2 separate regions of the Ovis aries genome follow, and region 1 is linked to region 2. A link is a contact called in public Hi-C data. All regions are on one chromosome and are shown on one strand. Each heading gives the region's core, a stretch centred on a gene start, on an enhancer-like site or on the middle of the called end of the contact. The rest is flanking DNA. Distances are from core to core; before and after follow the strand shown.

Evidence for each region. Hi-C and Micro-C count contacts between places; a contact is called where the count stands out from the background.
Region 1: a contact with region 2 is called in a Hi-C map of liver, with 5 times the contacts expected there. The contact joins the promoter of SOST here to the enhancer-like site in region 2. A contact is called at or near these places in 12 of 16 Hi-C or Micro-C datasets (blood, hypothalamus, liver and 6 more).

Annotation. Positions count from the first base shown.
Region 1 is chr11:43,394,235-43,398,308 of ARS-UI_Ramb_v3.0, forward strand. It overlaps SOST (sclerostin), which reads right to left and starts at 2,233. Exons shown (of 2, transcript XM_015098809.3): 1 at 1,965-2,233. The coding sequence starts at 2,181. LOC132657351 (a long non-coding RNA gene) reads left to right here. Exons shown (of 2, transcript XR_009595359.1): 2 at 3,119-4,074.
Region 2 is chr11:43,344,970-43,348,938 of ARS-UI_Ramb_v3.0, forward strand. No RefSeq gene overlaps it. Among named protein-coding and RNA genes, the nearest start is that of MEOX1, 35 kb to the left of the region's middle. Within about 2 kb of position 2,447, at least 1 of the 54 cell types and tissues checked has an H3K27ac peak or open chromatin away from gene starts, as enhancers often do. A contact at or near this core is called in liver, where this site is marked.

The sequences.
Region 1 (4,074 bases), core at 983-3,482, 49 kb after region 2:
CATTATCACTGAGGCCCGGAGAAGGAAAAGCTCCTTCCGGAAAGGCAGAGCTGGTCTCCTGACTCTGCGCCTCTGAGGCCCCTGCACCTCCAGGCTCCCGCAAAGTGGAAGTTGTGTGCCTGGGCACCATGGGATGTTGAGTGGAGGAGTGAGGGGGGCCAAAGGGCTGCCTTTTACTACTTTTACTATCGTTCCTTCCCTATCAGGGGGCTAAGATCTGACTGAAAACCTAAAGCTTCAGTTGCCACAAACACTTACTAAGTACCTGGTGTGTACCAGGCACTGTGCTGGGCGCTGGGCTCATCTCTTCTGTGCTATTCTGTGGACACCCAATGGTGGCATAGACCTGCTCCCTGGGCGGGGGAAGATTGGGCTCTAAGGTCTGGCTTGATGCCTGAAGACACCTTGATCATGTCTCCTACTATGGACTTAGACTGGTAGGAGCTTTTTTAAACAGCTGGTCCTCATGTGAGCACCTGTCCATCCCCAGGGGTCTCATAGGGACAGTTTCAATGTGACACAAAGGGATGAAAAATAGTCCTATGACCAAAACCAGAGAGGAGACAGACAAGGCCAGCCCCCCACACCCCTACCTTGTAGAATAAGCACAGCAGCAGGGTGTGTGGGGGGTTACCTTCCGCCCCCAGCTGGCCTTTTGTTTCTGGTCTGGTTTGGCACCCTTGCCCCTGCTCCTAGGCCCGCAGGGGTGGTGTGTGGGGGCGGCCTGTTTGCCCAGGGAAGGAGGCTTGGGGCTTTCCAAGAATAGTACCCCTAGGTCAAGTGCTTCCTCTGCACAGGGTGACTCCGGAGCACGTGGCTTCCTCTGCACCTGTGGCATTCATGGGAACCCAGAGAGGTGGACATCTTGGGTTCCTTACAGCCCATCCCTTGAGTTTACTTGATCTTCCCTGGGCAGGAGCAGGGGAGAGGCACGGCTCCTCTGGCGTGCCCTCTGCAGAGCCCCCATTCCCAGCTGGTTGGGAGGCAGGGCAGGATGGGATCCCAGGGCCAGGGCTGTGGACTCCTCTCCCACCTGGACTGCGGCCAGAGGGCCTTCCTCTGAAGCATCATTCCGGCCCCCTGCCCCCAGCCATTCCTGCCATCTGCAGAGCCAGCTACGCATGCTGCCCCTCAGGCTTCTCTGTGCAGACCCAGCCAGGGACCCAGGTGGGGTCTCTGCCCTTTCACTAGGGTCAGGCTCCCTCCCAGGAAGGAGGCAAGGCTAGATCTAGGGTGGCGACTCAGGACAGAGGGTGCCACCTGTGTCCATGCCCGGCCCCAAGGATGCTGCTTCCCCTCCAGGGCCCCCACTCAGGTAGCTGCAGCGCCCATTCCTTCAAGGGCCAGCTCACTGGGTAGATCATGGGTGGTGGGGGCTGAAGGGGTGCCCCTCTGGCGTCCCTTTCTCACTGCTTTGCCAGGATTCGTTGTGACTTTTGGCCTCCGACATCCCCTATGTAGTCCCCTTCCAGGGCTGTCTTGTAATTGGATCAAACTAGCTTCAAATCTCAGCTGGCTTAACAAGCCACTTCATCTCTGAAGCCTCCTTGGGAGGAGGACCTTGGGAGTTCCCTGGGGTACGGTCCAGGCATAGTCCATGTAGCGACTGCATCTAGCGGGTGCTCACAGACGTGAAGCTCCCTTGTCTTGTCCCCTCCCCAGTGGGGTCAGCAGTTGGACCCTACTCCTCTCTTCTCAGGAGGGGATTCTTTGAAATCTCCTTTCTGAGCCCCTGAGCCTGTCCCAGAGCTGCACCCACCACCGCAGCCTCCCTCCTGCTCTGCACTTTCACTCCCAGGACCCTGTCAGCCCCACGCCCTCGCACTTGAGTTCTAAGGATACAGCTGACATGGCATCTTTCCCTGGCTTCCTGGCAAAGTTGTCTGTCCACTGGTGCTGGTAACAGTCCCAAAGAGAACCTTCCCAGGACCCTTATGCTAAAAATACTCTCCTGCGTCACATACCTTTGGTCTCAAAGGGGTGGTGGGGAGGTCTCCCTCCGTTCTCCGCCCGGTTCATGGTCTTGTTGTTCTGCTCTGGCAGAGGCTCGGGGTACTCGCCCAGCTCAGGGATGATTTCCGTGGCATCATTCTTGAAGGCCTGCCACCCCTGGCCCTCCACCACGCGGAAGGCTGCATGCACCAGCAGGCAGACGAGACACAGGGCAAGAGAGAGCTGCATAGTGCCAGCTGGAGGAGGGCACTCGGCCTTCCTAGTAGCACAGGCTCCAGTCCCCAGCCTGGACACGTTTGCCTTTTTAAAGCCCCCTCTGCCTCATGCCAGCCAATGAGGACAGGCTGGGGCAGGGCTGGTCCCATGCTTCCCTCAGCCCAGGAGGAGGGAACGGGGTGTGCTCCAGGCAAGCCCTCCCCAAAGACTCCTCCTTGAGCTCAGAAATCTCCCAAATTGCTGCTGGTGCTCCCAGGTGACCAATGGTGAGGGGGGCGTGTGAGGCAAGCCTGCTCTCAGCGCCTCCCACGTGCAGGCGGCTGCAGTTTTCGGATATCAAAACGAGCTCCAGCTCCTCATCTCTACCTCCCTGGGCCCCTCAGGCTTTCTCAAAACAAACTCAGCACTAGCTTAATGAAGCAAACTACAGCTCTGAGTTCTCTGCAGGTCTTAGCCCTGCTGATCCCACCTCTCAGGCCAAGTTCATTTGTCACCCCACCAAAATAAAACGATGGTGTCTATTGGCCCCCACGGACCCAGGCAGAGGCAGAAGGCAGCTTTTTAAGAACTCTCATTGGCCTACATGTGGCTCAGCATCAATTATCCTGACCAAGAAGGCCCCTCTTGTCATCATCCCTCTGGAAGGCAAGAGGGAAATCTGGAGGGTCACAGCAGGGGCTTCTACTTCCGAGGGGGCAGGGATTCTGGTTTCCAGGCCAGGGTGAGAGGTCAACAGGCTCTGGTGATGGAGACAAGGAGGAAACCTCGGCTCAGGCTCCCTGGAGATCTTGTGCTTGGTGACAGGCACTTCTTGGCAGGCTGATGTGCCACGGGCAGTTATTTCCCGGGCCATGCTGTGGGTAGAAGTAGAGAGCACAAAATCCCTTTTCTTAGCAAAAGTGGAAGCCAGCATTTTTAGTGCTGACATTTTTTTTTTCTTGTTTCCCAGACCATTACATTTTTCAAAACCCGCTTTGAGTCCTGTGTGGAAAACCTTATTGGTGCAGAGCATGGGATGGATGCATTCGGTGAAGCAGTACCAGGTCCAGCTAGCCACAGAGAGCTCAGAAGGAATCGCTACCTTTCCCTGGTGGCTCAGGTCGCCCACAATGCTGGTGACCTGGGTTCTATCTCTGGGTTGGAAAGATCCCCTGGAGAAAGGTATGGCAACCCACTCCAGTATTCTTGCCTGGAGAGTCCCATGGACAGAGGAGCCTGGCAGGCTATAGTCCATAACGTTGCAAAGAGTTGGACATGACTGAGTGATTGAGCACACAAACACACCCTGGAAAACAAAGAGGGCCCAGGGAGGGGGAGGAAGATTCACACCTGAGGTGCAGGAAAAGAAAGGCGCACCCGCGGAAGCGTTCGTGGCAGACGGATTGTTTGAGGAGGCACACTCGCTCCAGGCCTCGAAGGAGGCTGGGAAGTGGACTGTGGTATTTGGTATTTTCACTGGGCAATGAATCAGCACACCCCACCTGCACACCCCACACTCTGCCACCTGCCTCGACTTGTAAGTCACTGTGTCCATCTGCGGCCGTCTGTCCCTCCTTTCCATCATCCATCACTCAACACATAAATGCAGCTGCTCTGACAGTTTTACAAGCCAGACAGAAGCCCCTGCAGGAAGGGCCCCCTCTGATACCTGCTTCCCAAGTCAGTTTCCTTCAGGGCAGACGAAAACAGCTGTGGCCATTGTTGCGGGTGATCTATCTCTCCCAACAGAGCTGGCCGTGTTGTGAGAAGGGGGCCCTCCGAACCCTCTCCCCTTGTCTGTGACCTTCCAGCCTCCTTTTCCCTGACTCTGGAATGCGGACCGTTAACCCTATTGTGGCCAGACTTCTTGCCCTGGAGTTCTGAGAGGGCATTTCTGATGTCTGGATTCCTTGAACTGGAGGGACT
Region 2 (3,969 bases), core at 1,197-3,696:
TTGGCTGCATCGGGTCTTAGTTGTGGCACGCGAGATCTTTGTTGCAGCGTACAGACTCTTTAGCTGCAGCACGTGGGGGCCATGCCTAGTCTCACGGGAAGCACTGCATGTCAGAGAGGGTGAGGATTGGCAAGTGGGGAGGTAAGTGGGGAAGGGGCCGAGACCTCCTGGTGCCTTTTCAGGGCTTTGCTGTCCATTTTAACATGCTCTCTTGGAACTTCTGGATGCTGGGTCTCCCCTCTGTGAGGCTCCCTGTTTTCCAATAAGAACGCAATTTTCTTACACTCTTTCTTCTCTCTTCTCACCCTTGGAAAACTCTTCCTGCTCCCAGAAAAGGATTTGGTTTGGTTGTTTGCACCACAGCTCATGCCCAAATTACTGTGGGGTCCCAGGTGCTCAAGAAACTCAGTGTGGTGCTGGAAAAGACCCTTGAGAGTCCCTTGGACAGCAGAGAGATCAAACCTAAAGGAGATCCTAAAGGAGATCAACCCTGAATATTCACTGGAAGGACTGATGCTGAAGCTGAAGCTCCAGTACTTTGGTCACCTGATGCGGAGAGCCAGCTAATCGGAAAGACCCTGATGCTGGGAAGGATTGAGGGCAGGAGGAGAAGGGAGTGACAGAGGATGAGATGGTTGGATGGCATCACCGACTCAATGGAAATGAGTCTGAGCACACTCTGGGAGATGGTGAGGGACAGGGAAGCCTGGTGTGCTGCAGTCCATGGAGTCACAGAGTCAGATACGACTGAGCGACTAAACAACAACCCAGGCTCCATTTCCCACCGGGGAAATCGAGGCTGCCCTTCTCTGTTAGGAAGGGGTGTGGAAGGCAACTGTTAAAGACTTCTTTTTTGTTCCAGATAATCTGATATTTTTTTTTAACCACACCATGTGGCATGTGGAATCTTAGTTCCCTGACCAAAGATCAAACCCGTGCACCCTGCATTAGGAGCCTGGATCTTAACCACCAGAATGCCAGGGAAGTCAATGTCTGTTTTAAAGGGAAGCTTTAACTATTCTAACATAATAAGACTTTTTTCTTCTATCTTTTCTGTATTTTCCATTTTTCCACGATGAGTATGCATTATTTACTTATTTTGCCAACAAACTTGACAACTTAATTAAGCTGAATGATATCAAAGACAAACTGTAAAAATTAACTCAGAGAATAACATCTGAATAGCCTAATATCAATTAAGGAAATTGAATCAGTAACTAAAAACTTTGAAACAAAGTAAAAACATGCATTACTTTTACAATTAAAAAGGAAATTTTCATCTAAAGGAACAATCAGACTCAAGGCAAGATATGCTTAAGTGCCAAGCAGCCAAGTGGCAGGAGAAGCCACTTGGTCACTGAGGCTCTGAGTGGCCCCACCTGGAGGGAGGGGTGGGAAGGAAAAGATCAGGGAGGATGGTGGGGGCCCCCTGAGGGGCTCCAGGGGCTGTAGGCTCCAAGAAAGAGGAGGTGGATTATGCTGGGTACCCCTCTGCTCCTCAGCACCCTGGACAGTGCCTTGCACGCAGTAGGCCCTCAGTAAATACCTGTTGCGCTCAAGGCAAGGTGAAAACAGAGGGGAAAATGTGCTGGAGGTCATGGCGGAGGAGAGGGTCCCATTAGGCTGGAGTGGAGGGTCTACCCAGGGAACAAAGATGACCTGAGACCCAACTGGAGAGCCTATTCAGTGCTGGTCCCAGCAGGGTTTCTCCATCTCCGGAGAGAGCAGCCACCCAAGGTGGGGGCTAAGGAGTGACATTTAGAAATTGGCATTTTATCAAAATGGAACTGGGGTGCTGAGCTGTGAACTTGAATGGACTCTGGGGGTGAGGAGGGGATCTACGGATCTCCTAGGTTTCAGACAGTCTCTGAGAGCCTCTCCCCTGGGGATGGCCTCAGTTTAGGCCAAGTCTGGAGTGTGAGGCTGCCTTGGGGGACACAGCTAAGTAGGGAGCTCATGACAGAATGCCCAGGGTCCCAGAGAGAAGATGGGGCTGGAGAGCTGGGAGTCATTCCCACCTTGAGAGCTGACTGAGGGGAGCAGGAAGTGGAGGGGTGGGTGTCCGGAAGGCCCAGTGAAAGGCTGGGGAGCGGAGAAGGCACTGGAGGTGTAAGAGGGGAGTAAGCGTAGGGAAGGGTCACTGAGGCAAAGGGTAGGGAGAGCCTCACAGAAAATCGGGAAGATGAAGCTGGGAAAAGGCCCCCGGACACTGGCTGGATTGTGGCCTACAACGGTCCTTTCCTTGCAGGTCTCAGAGCAGGGGGCTCAGCCAGTGACTTTCCCAACCCCTCTGCCTTTGCACGTGTTCTCGAGCTCTTTCATCAGACAGCTTACTAGTTATACTAGATGATGAGAATAAAAGTCCACATCCTTCCCACAGGGTCTGGCCCCAGCACCCTTCCTGAGCCATCTTGCGTCACCCCCACTCTGCCCTTCCGTTGCCTCCTGCTCCTCCAGCCTCAGACTTGCTCCTCCAGGAAGCTCATTCCTGCCTTGGGACCTACGCACTTGCCATTTCCTATGACTGAAATCCCCTCCCCTAGATAAAGCCACATGACTCATCCCCACTTCCTTCCCCCAGTCCCCTTATCAAAGAGCCTTCCCTGGCTGCCCTAGCTCCGCGGCACCCACTGCCCTTTTCCTCTTCTTCAGCTTTCCTTTTCTTCCTGTCTCTATCATCCCCTGACGTGGCGCATTTACATGTTGGCTGGTTTCTGTTGTTGCTGCCCATCTTAGTCAGCTATTACTGAAGCAATGCTGTGTAACAAACCACCCCAGTACTCAGGGGCTTAAAACAACAGCATTTCTTTTTCTTATTTGTGAGTTTGTGGGGCCGCTAGGCAGCACAGCTCCAGGTTGTAGCTCCTGTGCAGATTCAAGTAATTCTTCATTGTCCTTGGACCAGTGGGACTTAGCCTTTCCATGGCGGCAAATGGCAGGAACTTAAAAGCCAAGGTAAATGTCACAGGATATTTAAGGATGCTCACAGTGCTGTTGTTGTCCAGTTGCTTAGTCATGTCTGACTCTGCAACTCCATGGACTGCAGCACACCAGGCTTCTCTGTCCTTCACTATCTCCTGGAGCTTGCTCAAACTCATGCCCATTGTTTTGATGATGCCATCCAACCATTTCATCCTCTGCCACGCCCTTCTCCTTCTGCTCTCAGTCTTTCCCAGCATCTTTTCCAATGAGTCAGCTCTTCGCATCAGATGGCCAAAGTACTGGGGCTTCAGCTTCAGCATCAGTCCTTCCAGTGAATAGTCAGGGTTGATTTCCTTTAGGATTGACTGGTTTGATCTCCTTGCTGTCTAAGGGACTCTCAAGAGTATTCTCTAGTGCCACAGTTAGAAAGCATCAATTCTTTGGCACGCAGCTTTCTTTATGGTCCAACTCTCACATCCATACATGACTACTGGAAAAACCATAGCTTTGACTATATGGACATTTGTTGGCAAAGTGATGTCTCTGCTTTTTAATATGCTGTCTAGGTTGGTCATAGCTTTTCTTCCAAGGAGCAAGCCGCTAACATTCTGCTGGCTAAAGAAACATCATGGCTAAGTCTAATATCAGCAAAGTGAGGAAATATATACCCCTCATAACAAGTATGTGGATGTATGGGTGTGGTGGGTGGGGGTGGGGAGTGACTCTTTCCATAACCGTACTTCAAACTATCACATCCCCCAGGAACTTCCCTGGTGGTCCACTGGCTAAGACTCCAAGCTTCCAGTGCAGGGGGCCTGGGTTTGATCCCTAGTCAGGGAACTAGATCCTGGATGCCACAATAAAAATCCCATGCACTGCAACTAAGACCAGTGCAGCCAAATAAATAAATATATTTTTAAAACTCCCAAACTGTCACATCTTTCAATAGAACATAAACAGGGGCTGGAGCTGGGGCCAAATCCAAGTTTTATCCCCAGCATTTAGAATAGTTCTCGGCATATAGCAAGGGTGCAATAAACACTTGTT